Linked DNA regions of Macaca mulatta: region 1 is linked to region 2. A link is a contact called in public Micro-C data. All regions are on one chromosome and are shown on one strand. The core of a region is the stretch at or near the end of the contact, and the rest is flanking DNA. Distances in the headings are between cores, read along the strand shown. Region 1 overlaps VMP1 (vacuole membrane protein 1). Region 2 overlaps VMP1 (vacuole membrane protein 1).

Region 1 (4,883 bases), core at 764-3,263, 92 kb before region 2:
GTTCAATTCCTCTTAAATACCAGATTTTACAAGATTGCAACTATTTTGAGGAATAAATAACTTATGGATTAAGTTTAGATGTCATGTGTAGGATGAATATTTCCGAAGATCTAAGGTACCACAGTTCTAAAATTATAATGGACTAGGGATTTTTGTTAAGTAGATTTTTAGCTGTTCTTATTTTTAAAAAGTAGCTATGTAAGATGATAGACATGTTAATTTGCTTTACTATAGTATAACCATTTTGTTATCTGTATGTATACTATAGCATCATATTGTAAGCCTCAATTATGCACAATAAAATTTATTTCTAAAAAACATAGGCCAGGTGCAATGGCTCGCACCTGTATTCCCAGCACTTTGGGAGGCCAAGGCAGGAGGATCACTTGAGGCCAGGAGTTAAGACCAGACCAGCCTGGGCAACCTAGTGGGACCCCGTCTCTACAAAAAAAATTTTTTTAATTAGCCAGGTGTAGTGGCATGCTTCTGTAGTCCCAGCTACTCAGGTGGAGGTTGAGGCCAAGATTGGAGAATCGCTTGAGCCAAGGAGGCTATGATCACGCCACTGCAGTCTAGCCTGGGTGACAGAATGAGACCCTGTCTCAAGAACAAAAAAAAGTGTAGATGTTGTACACAATTAGGAGAAGTGATGGGGTTATTTCCGTAGCCACCTTGTAATTATTTCCCACTAACAGAGAAATATGATTCATAATTCTGTAATTAACCAGGTTAACAAAAACAGGAACTTTGGTACTTGACTATGAGAAATGTATTCTGGACATGCTCCTTATATGCATGTACATTATGATTCATCAAGTTACCAGACAAAAAGATGATTAAAGAACCATTTGTAAACTGTATGTAACATTAAGGATTTATAAAGGCTGTTCTTAATAGCAAAGGAGTCCATCAGCTACAATTTACTCTCCTATATAATGTGATGTACAATTTTTGACACTAGGTGGAGCAGTTTCCTGGCAAAAGGCTTCACAAAGCCCTATATCCCTTTCAATCAAGCCCAGCTTCTAGACAAAGAATTGTAAAGAGAAGAAAAACTATCGACAATCATTTATAATTTAAAAAGATGCCCAAATATTTAGCTATAAGTAGAAGGCTGAATATATTTTACAATTTTTCTGTTTGCCATATATTTTAACCATTGGATTTTCTCATGTTTTAGGTGTTAGAGTTTTACTTTCTAGAAGCAGTTTGGAAGTAGAAAAGTTGGGAACTATTCAGTTACATTGTAGAATAGATCAGGTTTTATTAGAAGCTGTAACATCAAGGAGTTATCCTTTGAATGATATCTGTGAGCCATTTGTTTCATATGACCATTTTTATAGAAAAAACTTGACTCTTTGTTATCAATTAGATACAAAGAAAGTTGTGAGATATGTGCCCCTGTGTAAGATTCAGAGGCCTGTTTCTGCTTTAAAGTTTGGGATTCTTTCATTATTAAAATATGTGTTAAAAATTGTACATTTACCCTGAAGTGCAGGTCAATTGAGGACTAAAATGAAAACAAAAAATATATATGTACATTTTAAAAATCTGACGTCTTAATTGCTTTTTCATATTTATAACCTCCTCGGTACATGGCACCCTAAGGAAGAAGTACTGTATAGTATTCTGCACTTTTTAAAAGCTGTTTTTTCCTTAGGTATAGACATTTCTGATATTTTTTGACTCTTGGCTATTGCTGAAAATAAATATTATTTGGAAAACTGCATTGATATGGGTTGAAATAAAATAGTGAAATAGTTTCAGTAAGTGAAATATTGTAGTAGTTGTTAATACCATAAAGTGGAATCATTCTTTTAAAAAAAAATTGTTAGCCAACTTCTTCCCTATCAATTCAGCTTGACTTCTGAATATTGCTTTATTGCTCACTTGTCTATCCTCCTTTTAAGACAAAAAAGAAATTACCAAAAGTTAAGGCTCTGGTATGACTTGATACCAGACGCTTATAACTATGGCTGTAAGCATGCAGTGACTCAGTGCTGTTTCAGGAAGACCAACAGACCCTTCTTAGAAAAAAATCTATTTGCCTTTTGTTTGATGAAGGCATGAAAGCTCTTCTCTCTGTCTTTCCCTAAGGAATGACTCATATATTAACTCTGCTGAGCATCACCACATCAAAAGAAGAAACCAAGGTCTTCAGGACATTGGGCTGGGTTTTTGCCAAGGAAAAGGGGTATGCACAGACTGGGTAACTTCCTGCCCTTAAGTTTATTAATGTATGCTTAAACAAAAGACAAGAAAATTTAGTTTAGCTTACATTTGTTGTTGGGCATACATTTTAAACAATTTATACTAGCCCCCCCCTTTTTTTAACAGTGCTCTCATAAATATGTAGTTCATTGCTCCTGAATACTTCAGTCAACTGTGTGATCAAAAGTTGCTTGGGTCTAGAGAACAAAGGCGAAACATGCCTTTTTTTCTTTTTCTTTTTCTTTTTCTTTTGTTTTTTAGATGGAGACTCACTCTGTCACGCAGGCTGGAGTGCAATGGTGCGATCTGTATTTTTAGTAGAGGCAGGGTTTCACAATGTTGGCCAGGCTGGTCTCGAACTCCTGACCTCAAGTGATCCACCCGCCTGGGCCTCCCAAACTGCTGGGATTACAGGCGTGAGCCACCACGCCTGGCCAAATATGCCTTTTAATATGGATTAATTCAACATAATAAAAATAGCTTCAAAGACAGTACCTTATAACTTGGAGCATGAACTAATACTATAGAGTTCATATTTCTTTTGTTTTGTCCAGCAATTTTATACTTGCACTTTTTTTTTTTTTTTTTTTGAGACGGAGTCTCGCTCTGCCGCCCAGGCTGGAGTGCAATGGCCGGATCTCAGCTCACTGCAAGCTCCGCCTCCCGGGTTCACGCCATTCTCCGGCCTCAGCCTCCCGAGTAGTTGGGACTACAGGCGCCCGCCACCACGCCCGGCTAGTTTTTTGTATTTTTTAGTAGAGACGGGGTTTCACCGTGTTAGCCAGGATGGTCTCGATCTCCTGACCTCGTGATCCGCCCGTCTCGGCCTCCCAAAGTGCTGGGATTACAGGCTTGAGCCACCGCGCCTGGCCTATACTTGCACTTTTATAGTATAATCTCATATTTCTACCCTATGACCTAGGTAACTGGCATTATTAGGCTTTTTGTTAAACAAAGGAGATGAGATAGAAGTTACCAACAGTAATTTACCAACAGATTTAGAAAACTGAAATCCACATTAATGCATGCCCAGGTTCCTGCTTTTTGACAGTTTGTTTCTTTGTTTTTTGTTTTGGTTTTTGGTTTTTTGTTTTGGTTTTTGTTTTTGTTTTTAGACAGGGTCTGGCTCTGTTGCTCAGGCTGGAGTGCAATGACATGATCATAGCTCACTGCAATCTTGAACTCCTGGTATCAAGTGGTCCTCCCATCTCAGCCTCCCAAGTAGCTGGGACTACAGGCATATGCCACTACACTGGGCTAATATTTTTTCTTAGTAGAGACAGAATTTCACTGTGTTGTCCGTGCTATTCTTGAACTGCTGGGCTCAAGTGATCCTGCTGCCTCGGCCTCCCAAAGTGTTAGGATTACAAGCATGAGACACTGTTCCCAGCCTTTACTGCATTTTGTAAAGAGAGACCAGAGGCATAACTTGGGACCTTCTTTACAAAAAGAATATAAACACTGGTTAAACTTGTCAGTGCCCATTGGGAATCAATATTTTACACTCTAGCCTTCTAGATTTATTTGCTGTAGACTATAACCTTGTTTTTTGACTCTAATGATAAAAACAATGATTAAAAAAATTCTGAGGAGAATTTCTGTGTTTGCAAAAGGGTTTCTGAAGTCCCCTGAAAGAAAACAGAGGTTTTGCAAGTCATACAAACAACGATTTGTCATCTTCTTTTGTTTGTTTATCACCCAGATATTCCTAATGAATCACATTCCAGACTAACCACTGACTGCTTTTGTTCCTTAGTGTAGAAGTGTGGCAAATAAATGTTTTCCCAGTGAATCAGCACAGGATTCTTGATTTTATTACCTTTGCCCTAAACTTTCCAGACAAAACTAATTGGAAATTTTGCCTTTGGGATCTCACTTGACTTCTGTGTATAGATGATGGATTAGGCTATGAATTGACATTACAGATGTTGTCCAAACAACTCCAGTCTTTAGGAATGTTTTATCAGTTCTGAGGGAGCCGTCTAGAGTGGAAGAATGTCTGTCTGTTTTGTCTGCTCGCCTTCCTTAAAAATACTCATACACACACAACACACATTCTGCAATCTTAATGTGATGTTGTATTCTTCATCTTGGTTGATAAATATTCTTGCCTAAATTAGGCTAATAAATTAACTAATATGAACATTTTAGGTCTTTCGTTTTTAAAAGATGTCTCTGTAAGAAAGGACCATAAAGTAAACCCAACAGTATTCTACCTTTGGTCTTTTGGATGATATACTGTTTTTCTTGATGAAACATAGACATGAGTATAACCTTTTCAATCCTTTAAATGCTACAAAGTGTGTGAAGAATTATAGTAAATCATGAGCGAGCTGCTATAATATAAATCCAAAGAACCTGAAAAGTTCAAAATCCAGAAAATGTTTTACTTACTTAAAATTAAGCAGCAGTGTACATTCTAGTTTATCATTTTACTAATATGATTTTTTCACAAATTAAAGTATGAATATATTCACCCCTTTCTTACTATGACCCTAATTAGTGTTTGTAGCACAAGGATTTCTTTCTCTGGGCTTACATAGATAGTACATTATTATCAGAAAACTATTTAAAACTCTTCACTATCAGATTAGGATGGAGAGAGAGAGGGAGAGAGAGAGAGATGTGGTTTTGTATAATTTTACCTTTCTAGGACAATTTTTTTTAATTCT
Region 2 (4,598 bases), core at 456-2,955:
TGGGAAGCTGAGGCAGGGGGATCACAAGGTCAGGAGTTCAAAACCAGCCTGGCCGAGATGGTGAAACCCCTTCTCTACTAAAAATACAAAAAAATTATCCAGGCATGGTGACAAGCGCCTGTAATCCCAGCTGCTCAGGAGGCTAAGGCAGAGAGTTGCTTGAACCCGGTAGGCAGAGGTTGCAGTGAACCAAGATCACACCACTGCACTCCAGCCTGGGCAACAGAGCAAGACTACATCTCAAAAAAAAAAAAAAGTGAAGTAAGGCCAGGCGTCATGGCTCACACCTGTAATCCCAGCATTTTGGGAGGCTGAGGTGGGCAGATTACTTCAAGTCAGGAGTTCGAGACCAGCCTGGCCAACATGGTGAAACCCCGTCTCTACAAAAATTAGCTGGGCATCATGGAGGGCACCTCTAATCCCAGCTACTTAGGAGTCTGAGGCAGGAGAATCACTTGAACCCGGGAGGTGGAGGTTGCAGTGGGTCGAGATCACGCCATTGCACTCCAGCGTGGGCGACAGAGCAAGACTCAGTCTCAAAAAAAAAAAAAAAAAAAAAGAAGTGAAGTGAATTTGAGTCAGGATACTTAACAGGACAAGCATTAGGCAGTGTTGCAAGTACATATTGGAATCTCTGGCTGGCTGTAAGAAAGAGTTTGAACTTATTTACGTCCTTAGCCCTATGTGACAGATAACAAACTAAAAGGTACAGAAAATAGAGATGTTTGATTTTTCTAAGTTGCCCCAAGCTACCATTTTTAAAAACGCCTGCAAGCATGTCTAAAACAGGAGCCTGTTAGCTACAGTTGCCAAACCGGTTTAACAGCACTGCCTCCATGTATTCTGGGTGAGAAGGAGCTCCGAGTACATAAATGTATCAAAGATCACTATCCCAGTCATCTCAGAACAAGTTGTTACTAATGTACTGGAGTTTCTGTGCAAACTGTCTACCATAAACCATGAAATGATTCAAAGTTCATAGTTCCTTCTTTGTTCCTTTGTTAATCACTGACTTCTGACTAGTGGGAGGTGCCTCCCAAGTTTGCTAATGCATTCTTTTTGGATAAGGATGACGCACAGATTGTCCTAATAAGGACTTAGATTGAGAAAGACCGCCCCCTCTGAGAAGAGGGGACAAGTCAGAGAGAGGGCGGGCAGTTTCTTTTTTAACTAGGGATGACACAAGCATAAGTCATTTCCTTATTAATTGGTTCAAACCAGTTCTTACAGGAACTGGTGGTGATAAATGTGGGACTTCTGAGAAGTCATTCATTTTATTCTTTGTGCCACACCAGAGTACAGTATCAGCTGAGCTGGCCTTACTCTGGGACTAACTCTTTTGCTGGGAGCGGTTCCTGATTTACAGCTCTTAGTCTCTCCCAGACGTGTTGGTGGGAGAGATTTTGCTTTTTAAGGGGTTGTTAGAAGGAAGAATTTTTTTTTTTTTTTTTTTTTTTTTACTAGAAAGAGCTCACAGAATTTCAGCAGTTCTCTGATTTTTATATTTTATTCCTCTTCCTATACAATCCCTGCCTTTTGAGTCCAGGTGGTAAGTGCATTTTGTTTAACGTTTTTCCTGCTTTTCTTCCCAAATGTGTCTTTTTCCTCGGGCTACTGTACCCTGCCTGCTTCCAGTGCTGTCCCCGGCATAGGTCCATCTCTGCAGAAGCCATTTCAGGAGTACCTGGAGGCTCAACGGCAGAAGCTTCACCACAGAAGCGAAATGGGCACACCACAGGTAAGACTTTATTCCGGTTTCTTCTCCCCTCTGGGAAGTTTCAGGCTGAAATTACATTCACAGCTCTCACTCACATTTTTAGGCAAATAAGTGAGGTTGGTTTGCCAGTGTTCCTTGACAGAAGCTGAGTGTCTGTGTATGCTCTACTGGGAAATTTGTCTTTGTCTTAAACTAGAAAGTGTACTTCTGTACATCTTCTCCCAAAAACAAGGGTGGAGCCAATGGAAAACAATGGTTCTGTTACATAGAATGAGTTGTTGCCTTGATCTTAAATTAGTAGATATACTCCCCAGGTGGATTAAAAAGTTAAAACTTACAGCGTAACAAAGTATTAGACTTACTGAGGTGACTTGAATATCTCCCTTTGATTTTCACTGTTTTTCTTTTCACCCATGGGGAAATGATAATTTTTTTAATACACCAAGGTTCTTACCATAGCTGAACTTTAAAACTTAGACTGTCTTTTCTGTAAACGATTCTGAGGCAAAGGGAAATGACTAGAAGAGGATGAGTAAGCAATAACCTGAAATGGGAAACTCGAGGGAAGCACAGTATTTTTTGTTTGGTTTGGTTTGGTTCATTTTTTGTTTGTTTGTTTGTTTGTTTTTTGAGACAGGAGTTTCGCTCTTGTTGCCCAAGCTGGAGTGCGATGGTGCAATCTCCGCTCACTGCATTCTCTGCCTCCCGGGTTCAAGCGATTCTCCTGCCTCAGCCTCCCGAGTAGCTGCGATTCCAGGCGCGCGCCACCACACCAGCTAATTTTGTGTATTTTAGTAGAAATAGGGTTTCACCATGTTAGCCAGGCTGGTCTAGAACTCCTGACCTCAGATGATCTGCCTGCCTTGGCCTCCCAAAGTGCTGAGATTACAGACGTGAGCTACCGCGCCCGGCCAGAAGCACTGTTTTTTTAATGGCCTTGCACTCTTTATGTGGACCTTTGGTGCCCTCAATTGACCAAACATGACATCAGAAACAGATACATTTATGTGTTTTTAAAACAGCTCCTAATACTAGAACAAAAATATTTAACTGTCTTGACAGTACTCACAAATATCTGCGTGGTAACTTCGGAGTTGAGTTTAATCAAAGAGTTTTTTCTTAGGTCCTAGTAGAAGAGCTAACCTCACACTCACCCCATTTTAAACTATATGAATCAACATTGATTTTACATCCAACAACGTGAAATCTTGCTAGTTGGATGTGAAAAGGAGAGGAATGGGTGTTTTGGAGTAGCTGGGGTTGCTTACTTTTCAGTTTTAATTCTTCAGGTTTTCTAAGTTACACACTTCAAGTTTTCATTATTTTCCTTAAAGCATTATAGATGACCCTCTTTTTACTACTGACCAAATGAAACCTTTTTCACTGCATTGTTCTGCATTTATTTCTACAGGGAGAAAACTGGTTGTCCTGGATGTTTGAAAAGTTGGTCGTTGTGATGGTGTGTTACTTCATCCTATCTATCATTAACTCCATGGCACAAAGTTATGCCAAACGAATCCAGCAGCGGTTGAACTCAGAGGAGAAAACTAAATAAGCAGAGAAAGTTTCAAACTGCAGAAATTGGAGTGGATGGGTTCTGCCTTCAATTGGGAGGACTCCAAGCCAGGAAGGAAAATTCCCTTTTCCAACCTGTATCAATTTTTACAACTTTTTTCCTGAAAGCAGTTCAGTCCATACTTTGCACTGACATACTTTTTCCTTCTGTGCTAAGGTAAGGTATCCACCCTCAATCCAATCCACCTTGTGTGTTCTTAGGGTGGAATGTGATGTTCAGCAGCAAACTTGCAACAGACTGGCCTTCTGTTTGTTACTTTCAAAAGGCCCACATGATACAATTAGAGAATTCCCACCACACAAAAAAAGTTCCTAAGTATGTTAAATATGTCAAGCTTTTTAGGCTTGTCACAAATGATTGCTTTGTTTTCCTAAGTCATCAAAATGTATATAAATTATCTAGATTGGATAACAGTCTTGCATGTTTATCATGTTACAATTTAATATTCCATCCTGCCCAACCTTCCTCTCCCACCCTCAAAAAAGGGCCATTTTATGATGCATTGCACACCCTCTGGGGAAATTGATCTTTAAATTTTGAGACAGTATAAGGAAAATCTGGTTGGTGTCTTACAAGTGAGCTGACACCATTTTTTATTCTGTATATTTAGAATGAAGTCTTGGAAAAAACTTTATAAAGACATCTTTGATCATTCCAAAATTGTGTCCGTTTTCTTGAGCGTTTTGATTTTTTACTTTTAGCTTATATCAGCTGAATGGCAGCCTTGCCTAATCCACCTACAACAAGATTTCTTAAGCCTTCTTTTATTTGCATGAGAGAGCCACTACCAAGGCATGTTTTGTTATGCTGAGACTGGGCTGCTGCATACTGCTAAATGGTACCTCTGGGATTGGCCTACCTGGGAATTTCTTGGTTTGTGAAAATAGGAGAGGAGAGATATTTTATACAAGTGAAAGGATACTGGAGAGAGAAATTACCCATTTCTAAAAAGAACCACACTCTGTCGTATCTGTGTTAATGTTTTCTAGCCTGTACTCTGGTTTCAACAGACACAAATTTATATGTAACCTAGTTTTCTTGCCTTTCTGTAAGTGTTTTATTCTTAATGTTATTTTTTTCCATTGGGACGTTTTTGATTGAACTTGTTCATTTTGTTTTGCTTGGGAGGAAAATAAGCAATTTTACTTTTTCCTTTAGGAGCATTATGAGCATTATGTCAGAATAGAATAGAATTGGGGTTCGATCTCAACAGGCCGGAAATGCCTGGGTTTTTTTGTTTTTGTTTTTGTTTTTTATCAAATCCTGCCTGAATGTCTGCTTGTTTTGCCTACCATCGTGACATCT

What was found. A called contact is a pair of places that touch in the nucleus more often than the background predicts.
Region 1: a Micro-C map of CD4 T cells shows a contact between it and region 2, with 11 times the contacts expected there. The contact joins two enhancer-like sites. A contact is called at or near these places in 4 of 14 Hi-C or Micro-C datasets (CD4 T cells, blood, cortical neurons and 1 more).

What each region holds. Positions count from the first base shown.
Region 1 is chr16:50,231,136-50,236,018 of T2T-MMU8v2.0, reverse strand. All of the region lies in intron 5 of VMP1 (vacuole membrane protein 1), which reads left to right. Among named protein-coding and RNA genes, the nearest start is that of VMP1, 45 kb to the left of the region's middle. Within about 2 kb of position 2,013, at least 8 of the 40 cell types and tissues checked have an H3K27ac peak or open chromatin away from gene starts, as enhancers often do. A contact at or near this core is called in CD4 T cells, where this site is marked.
Region 2 is chr16:50,139,493-50,144,090 of T2T-MMU8v2.0, reverse strand. It overlaps VMP1 (vacuole membrane protein 1), which reads left to right. Exons shown (of 12, transcript NM_001190897.1): 11 at 1,636-1,738; 12 at 3,129-3,440. The coding sequence ends at 3,272. Among named protein-coding and RNA genes, the nearest start is that of MIR21, 2.3 kb to the right of the region's middle. Within about 2 kb of position 1,705, at least 22 of the 40 cell types and tissues checked have an H3K27ac peak or open chromatin away from gene starts, as enhancers often do. A contact at or near this core is called in CD4 T cells, where this site is marked.